2 separate regions of the Gossypium arboreum genome follow, and region 1 is linked to region 2. Evidence: chromatin contacts called from public Hi-C data. All regions are on one chromosome and are shown on one strand. The core of a region is the stretch at or near the end of the contact, and the rest is flanking DNA. Distances in the headings are between cores, read along the strand shown. Region 1 holds the start of LOC108451026 (putative lipid phosphate phosphatase 3, chloroplastic). Region 2 holds the start of LOC108468414.

Evidence for each region. A called contact is a pair of places that touch in the nucleus more often than the background predicts.
Region 1: a Hi-C map of leaf shows a contact between it and region 2, with 4 times the contacts expected there. The contact joins the promoter of LOC108451026 here to the promoter of LOC108468414 in region 2. A contact is called at or near these places in 2 of 5 Hi-C or Micro-C datasets (both in leaf).

The regions. Positions count from the first base shown.
Region 1 is chr7:95,102,464-95,109,765 of ASM2569848v2, reverse strand. It overlaps LOC108451026 (putative lipid phosphate phosphatase 3, chloroplastic), which reads left to right and starts at 3,461. Exons shown (of 8, transcript XM_017750327.2): 1 at 3,461-3,627; 2 at 5,990-6,211; 3 at 6,300-6,387; 4 at 6,498-6,607; 5 at 6,695-6,785; 6 at 6,884-7,072; 7 at 7,152-7,211. The coding sequence starts at 5,996.
Region 2 is chr7:94,843,334-94,850,541 of ASM2569848v2, reverse strand. LOC108468414 reads left to right here and starts at 1,460. Exons shown (of 7, transcript XM_017769301.2): 1 at 1,460-1,865; 2 at 2,898-3,023; 3 at 3,333-3,533; 4 at 4,187-4,283; 5 at 4,396-4,499; 6 at 4,772-4,823; 7 at 5,124-5,534. The coding sequence starts at 1,627. The coding sequence ends at 5,354. LOC128295357 (a long non-coding RNA gene) reads right to left here and starts at 6,109. Exons shown (of 2, transcript XR_008285746.1): 1 at 5,905-6,109; 2 at 5,143-5,583. It also overlaps the pseudogene LOC108477018.

The DNA.
Region 1 (7,302 bases), core at 2,212-4,711, 260 kb before region 2:
GAAACTTAGATATGAAAAATGACTAATTTGTAAAGTGAAATTTGCTAGTTTTGAGTATAGGGATTAAAGTGTAATAATTTTAAATTTGGCATAAGATTTCTATAAATGTAGGTTTTGATAGACTGTAGAAGGATGTAATTGAGATCGATTTCAAAATCGAATATCAAATTTGAAAGTTATGGAATTTTCGGTTTTAGGGACTGAATTGAATAAATTTTAAAACATTAGGGATTATTTGATAGATAAAATTAAATGGTCATATAACTATTGATAATTTAATTAAATTATGGTTTAGATCGAGATTTACAACAACCAAAGGATACATGCGGAAAAGGGAAAATTGTTGAATAGTCCTTAACACCTTATCTGTTGTTGTTTTGCCAGGTAAGTTTTTATAACATAAATGTGATTAAGTTTTTTTGTTAAATTTTAGTTTTATACATATAAGAATGTTTAATTGGAAACTTCAATTAGCTACACAAGGTGATAATGAACTAAATTGCAAAGAAATGATGACGAAATTATATTTTGAAATTGTCTCGATGAACTTGGTAAAAGTCTCATACACATGGTTACAGGTGATTTTCGATGATTCCGAGATCCAACATTTGTTGAGGACTCGAAAGTACATGTGAGACAAGTTTAACTTGGACGAGTAATATGATGTTGTTTTATAGGTTTAGTCTAGACAGGTAACCTTACATGTATATACAACCCTGGCCAGGCTATTTAATGTGTTAATAAAAGGTTTAGCCGGGATAGGTAACCCGACACCAATGTATATGATTAGCCTAGATGAGCATCATATGTGATTTATACTTGTGTATTGAGCTCTTTTACAATGTTTCATCGAGTAGTTTAAAATAAGTGAAATGTGGAACTGATAGGCTATGAAATTAGCTTAATGTTTAAATTAAGGAGAATAAAGGACTTGAATAACAAAATTTGTAGTATACATAGATGGAAGAAATGTGGTTGAATTAGATTTAAAAACTATAAAATGTCAACCTTTGTATTTTATGTCTGATAAAGTATACCATCTCACCTTATTGGAACTGTGTTGGTATTATAGGTAAACTTATCATGCACATTAGTTTTAACATATGATTGTTAATTGAGATAAGTTAGAATTCTGGTCAATAGTTTGCTTATCAACTTGACCCTGATACCATGATAGGATAACATAACTTGAACAGTGGTGGGAAGCTAAAGAAAAATTAAGCAAAGAAAAAGAAATTCTAAATATAAAATCGAGAAATTTCATTAACTGTACTCCATCTATTCTCAGATTTTCAACTTATTATTTATAAGAAGCTAGGTTGTTACAACTAAATTTATTAAAATGTAATTGCTTTTTAGTAAGCACTCGCATGAGTGGTTGATATTATGTGGATACATTTATGGACGTTTTATAAGCATACATACTCAAACATATATAAGTCTTTTATTAAGTTTGGTGTCACGAGTTAAGTGATACCAACTTACTCATTATATTGAACCCCCTCATATTTTACAATGATAATTATGTCATTTAAATTTTAAAAATACTTCGTTTTTATAATAAAAATTCCACATCTTATAAAAACTTTTTTAAGTTTACCATTTTATGTGTATGCTATGCCATTCCGCATACAAAATTTATATATTTATTTTATAAAAACAAAGTATAATATAATTTATTTTTTTGTAAAAAAACTTATGATATAAAAACTATATGTAGGTTCATATAATTTTCTCTCTTGTTTTTGTAATCGTGAGGTAAGCTTTTGTTGTCAAGCATCTGCTTTAGGGTCAATCGATGGCCATTCGATCTCATCCTACTTCCTTTCCTGTTCCAACCCACCAACTGTTGACCTTATGATTGGCGCCAATCACTCTTGTTTCCTTCTTCTAGTTTCGTTTCTACCTCACATTTTCTCACCAATCAGCTCTTTCTCTCCTCTTTCTCTACCTTTTCTCCTCCTTGCTACCTCTCATGACTATTTTTGGTGTGGTCCTTAATAGGGTGACCATTGTTGACCTTGCCGGAAACAACCACCCTTTCAATTCACTTTCCGCCTCTCATCTTTCCTTTTCCATGCCCACATTTTTTCTTGCAAATTTCCTCCTATCATCCCAACAAGTTCTTGTGGAATAATAAAGTTGGACTTGGGCCTTTCTTGTGTCTCTTTCCGTGTGGGAGGTCTCTCGAGTCTTTGTACTTGTGTTTGGCTCCACCCTTCGATGGTAGTTTTCTCGAGCTGCCCGCGTTTAATGGAACAAGCTAGCTAGAAACGGGTCCATTGCAATGGGGGCAAGTCAACAAAAAACAAAAAACATTTCAATAATCCCCATGTTTGTATTTTGAAAGTAAAATGGATCTGTTTGATAGGTAATTTATTAAAAAAAGAATTCATCTTAAGTTTTCTGTTTTGATGAATCAACTATTACCAGAGTTATAAATGGACAATGAGAGATAAAGAACCCAAATTTTTTTTTTTGGCATGACAGGGCTCTATGCATCATTGCGGCTTCACCACATTGATGGCCAAACATCAAAGTATACCAAAAAGGGTTTTCACCTTTGCTTCCTTTGAATAGACAATGACGGCGGGGTTCATGTGAAAATGCTCTCCTCAAATTTTGGTTTGTTGACATCTGAGTCTTAGCTTGTTTTGTTTGTAAGGTCTGTATTAAACTTTATATGTATGTATTTTGCATATGGTGTCTTGCACTAATTGTACATTTGCTCAAAGCTTGGTCCTCGTTTACTTTCCTTTCTTATGTATGGTTTTACCACATCTAAAAATTTATATATTTTATTTTATTTATTAAAAGATATTTGATTAACTCGTGTATCAATTCAATTGGAAACTTAACGGTATTAAGATAAAATATTGATTTGAAAACAATTTTATAAAACACTTAATTTCTCATCCCTCAAATTTTTTGTGCCCATTCCGCGTATAAAAAAAAGAAAAAGAAAAAGTCATCTACAATAAATGATATTAGAAACCCACCACCAAGATAGGACTAAACTACAAAACCCTGGTAATACGTAGTATGATATGAATTTGTGGACATTGTCACTACCATTTATTGCGTGTTAATTTGACCGTCGTCGGCTTCAAAGGCCAAAACGGTCCAATTGCTTTAAATACAACGTTCCCAATAGACTCTTTCAAATTCGAGTCCTTTCCACAACGGGAAATCGAAGATTCATAAACTCGTAAACTAAACGCGAGATAGCTTTAAAAAAAGAAATTAATTTATTCTATTAAAACGATCACGTGTATGACAATATTTGATATATTGAAACGCGTAAAAAAAAAAAAAGAACAAAAATACTTAAGTGTTTTTCCTTTTTTATTCAAACCTATTAATGGGATATTTATCTAACTTTTTTTAAATTTTATTTTCATTTTTTTGTTAACATCTGAGACAGGTACAATAGATAAAACATTTTTAAAAATTAAAAATAGGAATTATTATTAATTATATCTATTTTTCTTTTAATTTATTTTACTCGGTGGCCGTCTGCTGGAACAGCCTCCCTCTGTTCTCTTTCCACTTGGATCCCAACACCCAATCATCATTTTCACTTTTTTTTTTTTCATTTATCAAAACCCTCTCCCCAATAGCTCGAAGGTAACTTCTTTCTTTATTTCAATCATTTTTTTTGTCAATCAATGGTTCGCATTTTACTATTACTGTTATCAGAATTATTGAGTATAAGAATCTTTTGCTTTTGTGTATACATTCTTTGGTGTGGGAACAGCACTATCACTTTAGTCTCTTTCAAATTTTGACTTTTCTTTTGCTGGGTTTTTTTCTTCTGCATTTGGCATATATACATATTGTTACTGTAAAAAGAAAACCCGTTTATTATCTGCATCTTTCTCTGTGTGTCTGTGCCGCTGTGTGTGTTTTTATTAGTTTATACCTCATGGCTTCTTGGAACTCAGTTTTTCTTTCATGGCTTAAGAATTTCAGTAATATTTTCAAGGTTTGTACTATTTTATGACTTGAATTTTTTTTAACTTACAGATTGAGTTTCATATCTTGATACTTTAAATATAGCTCACAGTTTAATTATTATTTTTAACTGCTCTTATGTTATGAATGTTCTGTTTTTACTTGATCTAGTTGTTTTATTTGTATTTCCATTGTTCCTGTATAATTGGTTTATGCTTTTAGTATGGTAGAATATTGGTATGAATGAATAATTGTGATTTGGGAGAGAATCATGTTCTTTTTTCTTTTATAGTTTCCGGTAACTAAACTCTGGAATTTGGGGGATTATACTGTCTGGAGTTTGTTCTAAATGTTTGTGAGAGTATTTCATTTTGTTAGAACTTGTTAGAAGTGTTATATGTAATTAAAGTTTGATGATTTACTATTTATACATGTTATGGTAAGTTATGGTGCTTAATTATTCAATTATTGGCAGTAATTTTTTTTCTTGTAAACCATACTGATTCCAGTTAGTTTATTTGCTCCTTTCAGTTAAGACTAAAAGAATCTAGGATTGAAATGCATATCACTATCAATTATTACTAAGATCTTATCTTAAGATCAAGTAAAGAATAGACAATAATTTTTTCCCCAAAATTTGGATATTGTCTTTGATGCTGACATGTCACTTTGTGTCGATATATACTGGAGATTCTAGATAGAGTGATGGTTTAGTTAGTTATGTACTAATAGGATTTTGTTATTGATTATCTGATATTTTATTCAAACCAAAACAGAATCCTGAGTTTGGTTTTTGTTCAATTTGTGGCTTTCTAACATCTAACTATAAGTCTTTCATGCGTAGAAGCCATCCATTCATGAGTTTTGTGCTTCCTGTGCATGGGAAAGTATGGTTGAACTATTTGATTCAGTTAAGATAGTTCCCATGCTTTATAGTTTTCATCTATAGGGTTGATCACCGCTATTCTTCAACATGCAGTTTACTAAAGAGATAAAATCTCAAGGAATGTGATCTTTACCTCTTGTTTCTACTTATTGTCTGTTCTATCTATGGACTGATCTCTTAGCTATAAGAAAAATGCTTTTTTAAAAACATTCATACATATATGCCGGCTATGTGCTGCTTATCTGTCCTCCACTATCTTCTCTTAAGCTCAAGAACCATTCAGAAGTTAGATACAGTGGAAATTTAAACCTGAACACAAACTTTCCTAATTCAAGGTGTAAAGGGATGGAATTTGGTGTGTTTGGGGTTGTGGGGTCAGGGGGAGGGTGGTTCATATTTAATCCCTGAAGATCGATTGGTTGTAGACTAGGATTTATCAAGCATGAGGGTGGAGAATCCTGCAAATGCTAGTCATTGTTTGTCATCCCCTGACCTTCTTCCATTGATAGAACAAGGGAATATAGAGGTATCGCATTTTTTTTCTTTTAAATTTGAATTACCAAAACCTTTCTTTGACCTTAACATATCGGAATATTCAAGCATGCAAATATCATAGGTTAAAGGTATATGCTGGCTTTAAATGTCTCTTTTGGAGGAGAGTGATGAATACTAGGCATCCTTGTTTTAACAGAACATAGTTGAGAATGTTGAGATGGCCAACTCTTGCTGTGTTGCTTTTTTCTTTATCTTGTTGGATATTGGAGTTGTAATTTTTAACTTACTCTCCTTGACATACTTTTCATTAAATTTTTTTCTTGGGAGTGAAGTGTATATATATAAACGGACAGTAATCCTGCCAATGCTGTATTCAATTCAAAGTTCTGAGATGAATCATACAAAGAAGTCAAGAAACTTTTCATTCCAGTTATTTTCTTTGGCATAAGGTTGCTTATGCTGCTTATCTTTAATCCCTTGAGAAATATGTATTGCCTATGATTTCTGATGGAATTTATTTCTGTTGTTTTTCTTGTTTACTGGTGGATTTTGCATCCTATGATGGTTGTGGTCATTTTCCTTCTTATTGTGCCTCTGGGAGGATCTTATAATTCATAATATTAACAGTACTTTGACATTCATATTTTTAAACAGTACAAAATGGATGAAGTCCAGCTTGGTTCACATACTATAAGGTCCCATGGTCTCACCATTGCAAGGACACACATGCATGATTGGCTTATTCTTGTATTGCTTGTGGTGATATGGGTTGTCATCCTTATCATTCATCCATTTTATCGCTTTGTTGGGAAGGATATGATGGATGATCTAAGATACCCCTTACAAAGTAATACAGTTCCTGTTTGGGCTGTGCCGGTAAATTCGGTTTGCCTTATTTTCTGTATAAGAGCTCTTTCTCTGAAATTCTGCCTGTCTCACTCTTTCCTGCCCCCCCAATATTTAGATGTATGCCGTTCTGTTGCCCATGCTGATTTTTATCTTTGTGTACATTCGTAGAAGGGATGTTTATGATCTTCATCATGCTGTACTAGGTAAGTGTAACTTTCGGATATTTCTCTGTTTTATTAACAACATTTTCTTCTGCATTGTTGAAAAGTATCATAACCTTAAAGCGATGACTAAAATTCATTTGTTAATGCAGGCCTCTTGTTCTCCGTTCTAGTGACGGCTGTTATCACTGATTCGATAAAAAATGCAGTTGGAAGACCTCGGCCAGACTTCTTTTGGCGCTGTTTCCCAGATGGAAAGGATGTATGCCTCTGTAGACCTGCTATTCTCAGAATATAAACTTTTTAATGTCAATATTTTAGCAAAGAACTCAACCTTATTACTTCTCAGGTTTATGATAAATGGGGAAATGTCATCTGTCATGGTGATAAGAGTGTCATTAGGGAAGGGCATAAAAGCTTTCCAAGTGGGCATACCTCTTGTAAGTCCTCTTATATAGGCAATTAATGTTCATATTTGTTGAGATAATGAATATTTTCAGATTGTAACCATCGGAGGATATCTGGATTCGTTCTTTAGGGTCCTTTGCCGGGTTGGGTTTTCTTTCACTTTACTTGTCCGGAAAAATCAAAGCATTTGACCGTAGAGGACATGTTGCAAAACTATGTATCGTTTTTCTCCCTTTGTTGGTTGCATCACTTGTGGGCATTTCTCGAGTGGATGACTATTGGCACCACTGGCAAGATGTCTTTGCTGGGGGTCTCCTAGGTTGGTATATTGCTCATACTATGGAGTTGTTTTCATTAATGACTTCGTCTATTAACTTTCTTAAGACTATCATTTGTAGGGCTCGTAGTGGCTACATTTTGTTACTTGCAGTTCTACCCGCCACCATACGATGCAAATGGTATGCACCAAAAACTCTTTTTTTTCTTATTACCAAGTTGATTCTACATGTTTCATACATTACAGAAAATGCTTTACTAGTGAGATTCTGC
Region 2 (7,208 bases), core at 211-2,710:
ATGTCTCCTCATTTATGCTAAATGGCATAATTTCTATTTTGGTCCTTTTATTTTCTTTTAATCTATAATTAAACTTTCACACTTTATTCAATTTAATCTTTTATCCAATTATCCTTAATTAAGCTAAATTCACTTAATTAAATTTTAATTAACCATTCAATTAACTTTGTAAATATTTTTGATAAATATTTACGGATCTATTTTTCAACAACGGAGACCCAAAAATACACTTTTCGATAACCATAAAATTCGGTCATTACATTCACATGTCTTCATAATAATTTTTTAAACTTTTACCAAGTTTTTATAATTTTTTGAAATTTTTATTTTTGAATATTTTATAAATTTTAAATTATTTGTTGATATGAAATATAAGATAAAGAGTGAAATATCAATATGAAGTATATATGGACGGTTAAAAATTTAATGTTTTAGTTAATGTTTCTGTTAAAAAGAAATTTAACTCTTTTAAAAGATTAAAAGTTAAATTTAACTAAAAAAAGAACCAAATTAACAAAAATATAAACATTAAGGATTAAATTTGGCATTATATCCTTTTATTACTTTAGTCTAGTTTTGCGACTCTTGGACTTTTAAAACTTTGTATTTTTACTTTTAATTCTAGAAATTTATTATCTAATTTGTAAATATTATTAACTAAAAATTAAAATATGTGGGTTTTAAATTTTAAATGAGACTGAAAATTCATTAAATAGAGTAATTGAAGATTTATTTTCAAATGGACTAAACTCATGTCATAATTAACAATTTTATTCATTTGAATTCAACCATCTAATAATATTATAAAATAGAGTAGAATAAAATGATGAATCTTCAATTTCAAGATTGTTGAGAGGCTAAAGACAAAAACAAAATTGATTTCATAAATGAAAAGATAAATAATAGTAGATATAAGGTCAAATCCTCCTATTAATTCTTATATTATGTATAAATTATTAATTTCATAAATTTAATATTTTAGTACCGTATTTTTCAAATTTTATAATTTTAGTGATGACGAAAACAATAATCATTATATTTGTTAAATTAAATTTTACTATTTTCAAAACTTATGCGGTAAATATGTTATTAAATGTATAATGCTATGTGAACTTGCTATTTCCACATGATATTCACACATAAAAAAGTCATGTTATTTTAATTAATAGATTTGAGTGCTATCATTCATTTGAGTTGGGATTGAAATTTCAAGATTTTAAAACTATAATGGCTAAGAATTGTCAAATTGGTGAATAATTATTGAATCCACAAATTATGCATAGTACGGGAATAATAGCAAAATTTGACCTAAAGAGTTTTATTGGTACAATTTGGATGAAAACTGAAATTTCAAAATTCAAAAAGGATAAAGATTAAATCTATAACTTTAACATAACACAGGGACTAAAAGGAAAATTTGACCTATATATAGTAGCCGTGTTCTAAATTCAGTACACGTGCGTAATCAGAATATTTCTCAGAGTTGTAAGCAACTTTTAATAAATGAAATTTCACATAAAATATTACTAAAAGAAACCTCGGAATTTCTTTTCTTCAATCACAAATTAATCAAATTTTCTTTCTTTCTTTCTTTTTTTAATTTTAAAATTAAATACCTTAAAATCCATGGCAGTATTCAGATTGGCGCCGGAAGAGTCACCGGATCCAACCCAACAACATCCACCGCCGCAACAACAGCTGCAGGCCGGTCGAGAAGTGGCGTCCGACGACGAGCGGTCGGTGGCTGCAGATTCCTGGTCTATAAAGAGCGATTACGGGAGCACACTTGACGATGAGCAGCGCCACGCTGATGCTGCCGAAGCCCTCTCCTCCGTTGCCAATTTCCGTGCTGCCCTTAATTACAGGTTTTTCTTTTTCTAGTTCTATTTGTCTTTCATTTTTTTCGCAATTTTCAATTGAATGTTTGACTAAAATTTGAGTTTTTAGCTAATGAATCAGTATATTGGATTTTAAGCTTGAGATTTGATCTATTGAGAATTCAATTAAAATATCGAACTTTGTGATAAGGTCAAATGTACATTTAGCTGTCTATCAATGCTATTGGAACGAAAAGAAAATTTATTGAAATGATCAATCTATACAATTTGAGTTTTTTTAGCCAAATAATACATTTTTGGATTTCAATATGTAATTAGTTATCTTCTATGTTATCTTAGCTCATGGTGAGTAATAGTATCAGATACAGTAATCTGTTTAAGATGTGTATGCTTAATTTCTTTTAAGTTTTTCCCTATGTGCACATGCCTTGTTGGACACAGCTGAAGGGCATAGCTACTTGAAAGAAAAATGAATTGTCCAGGTAACATGGCTTATTGGTATAATTGTATAAATGAATGCAATCACAAAGCAAGTTCTTGCTTCTTATATTCTATTTTGGTTCTTTTGTTAATTGCGTTTTTCTCGCTATAAAGCAATTGCAAATAGTATAAAAACAAAATCATATATGATTGAAGGTTGTGCTTAGCATGATGGTCAATTGTTATCTACTGGTACATGTGTTCAAACTCTTAAAACAGCCTCTCTTGTGAACAAAGGGGAGGCTATGTATATTGAGACTTCCCAAAATATCTCATGCACTGCATACTTCCTTCTAAAAAGGTGTAGATGGTTGAAACGAACTACCTATTGAAATGTGTTTGTTCCATGCAAATGTCAAAAACTATGTTGTTTTTTTTTTGTTCTCTATGTGATTTTTGTTTACCGTTCTCAAGATCATTATTTGTTTTTATACAATATATTTTTCTTTTGCAAGTAGGAAAGGTAACAACCTAATGGAGGCTTATTAGTTGACTTTTAATGCATTGAATATTGTAATTTATCATGCTGATATGCTTAACATGGATTTGTTTGGTTTCTGTTATATACACTATACACAGTTCTGACAAGGATGAAGCCGATGCTGATGCTATGACAACAGTGCTTGGTCTTCAGAATTATAGGAACGGTGCATATGCAGATGAGCTGACAAGTTTTCGTGATCATAGTCATGCTGGTGAAATTTGGTCAGTATAACCTTAACTATGTAATTTCACTTCAATCTAGGCAATATCTTCATACTACTAGGAATTTTTTTTTTTATTAATCACATAATTACGTAATTTGTGTATAAACATATGAAATGTAATTTACCATAATATGCATTTCAATGGTTCTTCCCCCAATAACTGACTGGCTTGACAGCTCTGCATTGTTATATGGGCCATGTTTAAGAACTTTCTTATTAATACAGATTCCTAGAGCTTCCAACTGTGGGAATTTCACTTTAGGTCTTTTAATTTATTTGTCTCTTCACTGTTTACCTTTCTCAATAGGATTGGAGCTGAAATCATGGATACTGTTACTTCTTGGACCAAAAACTTGTGTATTGATATTTCTCAAGGTCACATGCCAAATCATGTTGACGAGGCCAAGCGCGAGCCTGTTGCACAGGATGAGAAATATTTGTCTTGCTGGAGTGTACTTGACATTGGCACTGGCAATGGTCTACTCCTTCAAGAACTAGCTAAGCAGGGGTACACTGAGATTTAATTGTGGTTTTGGTGTTATATATATGCTGCTAAAATTAATTCAAGAAAAAAAAATTCATAGGTTTTTTCAATTTCAACAATAAACTGGTTTGCATATTGTTCAGTCTATCCCATATACCTAGGTGCTCTTTTTGTAAGGCAATGACCAAAACAAAAGGGCTGCCTGACTTTAGTTCTCGTTTAATGTGTTTTATGTTTAACTTTGTTTCCATAAGCTTTACCCTTACTATTAACAAGGGGAATGATGTCAAATTCTTTACTTCTCAGTATTGAGTATTCAACAACATAGGACAATGATTCATGCATATGGCCCAACAAAAGAAAATAATAATTGCTGTTCTGTGGATAAAACTGGACCAATCTGTGGAGTTCATTATTGTAATTACATATCTTAAACTTATTATATACCCACAAACACATGTACATATTGTGCTTTGCTCCTTAGGTAATATGAGGATTCTAGAGCTTAAAGTGCACCTTGTCACAACAGTGATTTTTGTTAAATTAATGGTGCTGTGAGACATGTGTAGTCCTTGGGTCAACTTTCTGATAAATGTGTTTTGGGATTAACTAAAATTTCTTACTATCATTGTAGTTATGGTAATGGTCAAGTGAATACTTTGCCTTTTTCAATTCAGGTTCACGGATTTGACTGGTATTGATTATAGCGAGGTTGCAATTGACTTCGCTCGAAGTCATGCTGACAGAGATGGATTTTCAAGCATCAAGTTTCTGGTATGGATGGAATTTCTGACTTCATTTGTAAACTACATATTGGTATTTTCTTCTACTGGCTTAATTATCCTCAGAGCACATTGACCATTTTCCATTTCCATTTGGTCCTTAGGTTGATGATATTCTTGAGACAAAGTTGGAAAGACAATTTCAACTTGTCATGGATAAGGGGACTCTTGATGCCATTGGCTTGCATCCTGATGGACCTATCAAAAGGTAATAATAGCACCATCTTTACTGCAAATTCACCCTTTGCCCTCTCTGTTTCCCTTGTACACCAACATATATTAACAAATAACTGATTTATTAGGAAGTTCTTCTCAATGCCTGTGGAATCTCATAATTTGAATTGCATAATTTGCAGTTATGTTACTGAGATAAAATAGTCTGTTTCTAATCTTTGTAGTTTTTCAGTAGCTCTAACTTGTGCATTTGCTATGATTTCCTATTTGATCACCTTCTAAAAATTCCTAAACTTTTCCTTTCAGGATGATGTACTGGGACTCGGTCTCGAAGTTGGTTGCCCCAGGTGGTGTGTTAGTAAGTATTTTACAGGCTTATTTATTGTTTTACTTTTCTATTTGTAGATTTTTATGCTTGTCTGGAACAAGAACCATTGAAATCAAAGCTCGAGTTCGAGTGCTAGATTTGTGAATATGTATACATATAATATATGAAAGTATTATATATGAAAAATGAGTTTAAAGTTAGCTTTGAGAAGGCTAGACATCCGGGCATGGTTATAGGTTGTTTGAGAATTTTATTTAAATGAAATACATTATACTTTGTAGATTTAACAATTTCCACACAATCATTTCCTCTTTAAAATGATGCTTGTAGGTGATTACATCTTGCAACCATACAAAAGATGAATTGGTACAAGAGGTGGAAAATTTCAATCATAGAAATGCTGGAATGCTGCCCCAAGACCCAAATACAATCAAGGACCGAGAAACACACAGAGATTGCCCCCCGTACCAATATCTGAACCATGTTCAAACTTATCCGACATTCATGTTCGGCGGATCTCTGGGAGCACATGTTGCTACTGTCGCATTCGTACGGAACTAAAGGTAACTGAAGGCTAGGTCTTTGGGATTGGTGGTTGACCCACATAACACCATATATAGATAATATGTATGTATATATTTAATTGCACAATCATGGTCTGTCTCCCAAGTGGCTCTGCACCTTTGGTTTATTGTTGTTGAAATGCTTTAATGAAATTGATCTCCTTTTGCTGGAACAAAATTGAAGCCCCGCTAATCTTTAAGCATCCTTAAATCTCAAAATGCAATGGCTTTTAAATGTAAAAAAAAAAAAAAAATCTTAGCTTTTAAACATTCTTAAGATTGTACTAATCTTCAGCACACACATGAAAAAGATAAGCTGCCACCAGAATTTCACTTTTTACATGTGAAAAATATAAGGATTGTGCATATATAGAGATGGGGATTTCCTATAAAAACCAAAAAGAGACTAGGAAAGCTCCCACCAAAGCAAGACTGATTGAACAGCCATTTTTAGGCTGGCCAGTTTCAGGCTTTTACCAGTGTGCATTTTTAACTTGAAAATATATAATACAACCAAAAGAAACAAAAGTTAAACATAAAGCTGTAACCTATTTTTGGTTCATGGTTCAGCAAAAAGCTGTTCCAAGATGATATTCCAACAGCAGCTCATGGCTCCCAAGCTCAATGCCCTGGTTATGCCATCATGCAAAGCCGGTAACAGTAAAAGCTCTACAAAAACAGATACACAATAAGGCTTCAAAACCAACCTTACCTTGTCATGCTTCAAACACCTTTATATGACCTCCTTGGACAATCTGTAGCCAAATGTCCAATTCGATGGCATTTATAGCACAGGTCTAAAGTACGTCCAACACTTGCCTCTAATAGTTCTTGCCCTTAGACTGTAAAGGACAAAAATCATTTGCTTTACTCTTGTAGATCAAATCCCAAAGATATTTCGATTCTGATGCAAAATTTACCTCTACAGTCACCACTGTCGATTTGCTGTTAAAATTTTCCTCCTTTACTTTCAATTTGAAAGTGTTTTTGTTAAACAAAACTTGATGTATGATTTCTTTGAATTTTTCCACATTTTGGTCTTCATACTTCAAGCAATACAGATCTTTTGCAGACACCCCCAGACTCTCACCAGATTCCTCAAAAGCAATCACCCATGTTGTGCTGGTATGATCTTGTATCTGTAACTGAATTACACATCTATAGTCACATTTATCGCACCACCATTTCCCATCTACGTTTTCTGTAACCTTTTTGTTGCATTGAAGACACCCATCCATGAAAGGACAAGCTGGATAATAGAAGTTGTCCAACTCAATGTAAGCAATTACAGCTACAACTGTAATCCAATCCGGCTTCTCAGAACTTCCTAGTCTTTCATCTTTTATTTGTGAAATAGTTTTTCGATTATCTGTCTTATTCCGACTTGATTTTTCCCTAGCAATGGAGACAGAAAGAGTGTTCCTCCCCCTCTCTGATAAACGAGCCTTGGGAAAATCGGGATTTATAAACAGCTGGGTTGAAGGAATAGTTCCCACTTCCTTCCCGCTAAAATCACTCGCTGTACTGGATTTCACAGCTAGAACCGGAAACTCCCCAGAATCAAACAAATCTTATTTTTGTCCTTCATCATTGCAAAAAGCTGCCCATAAAGTTAATTCAACGCTCTTGCCGGACATGTCCTTCAAATGAAGGGATCTCTTTAAAATTTCTCATTAACAAAGCAGTAGGACCAACAAAAAATACCACACCAGTTATATCCACAACATCATTGTTCTTCATGCCCTCGACATCACTTATGGTACGAAAATGAAAATGCTGTCGAGGAATCATGTCGTCATCTTCAGAACACTGCTGTACTATCTTTGTGCTCGCAAGAAGGATTTGATGATCA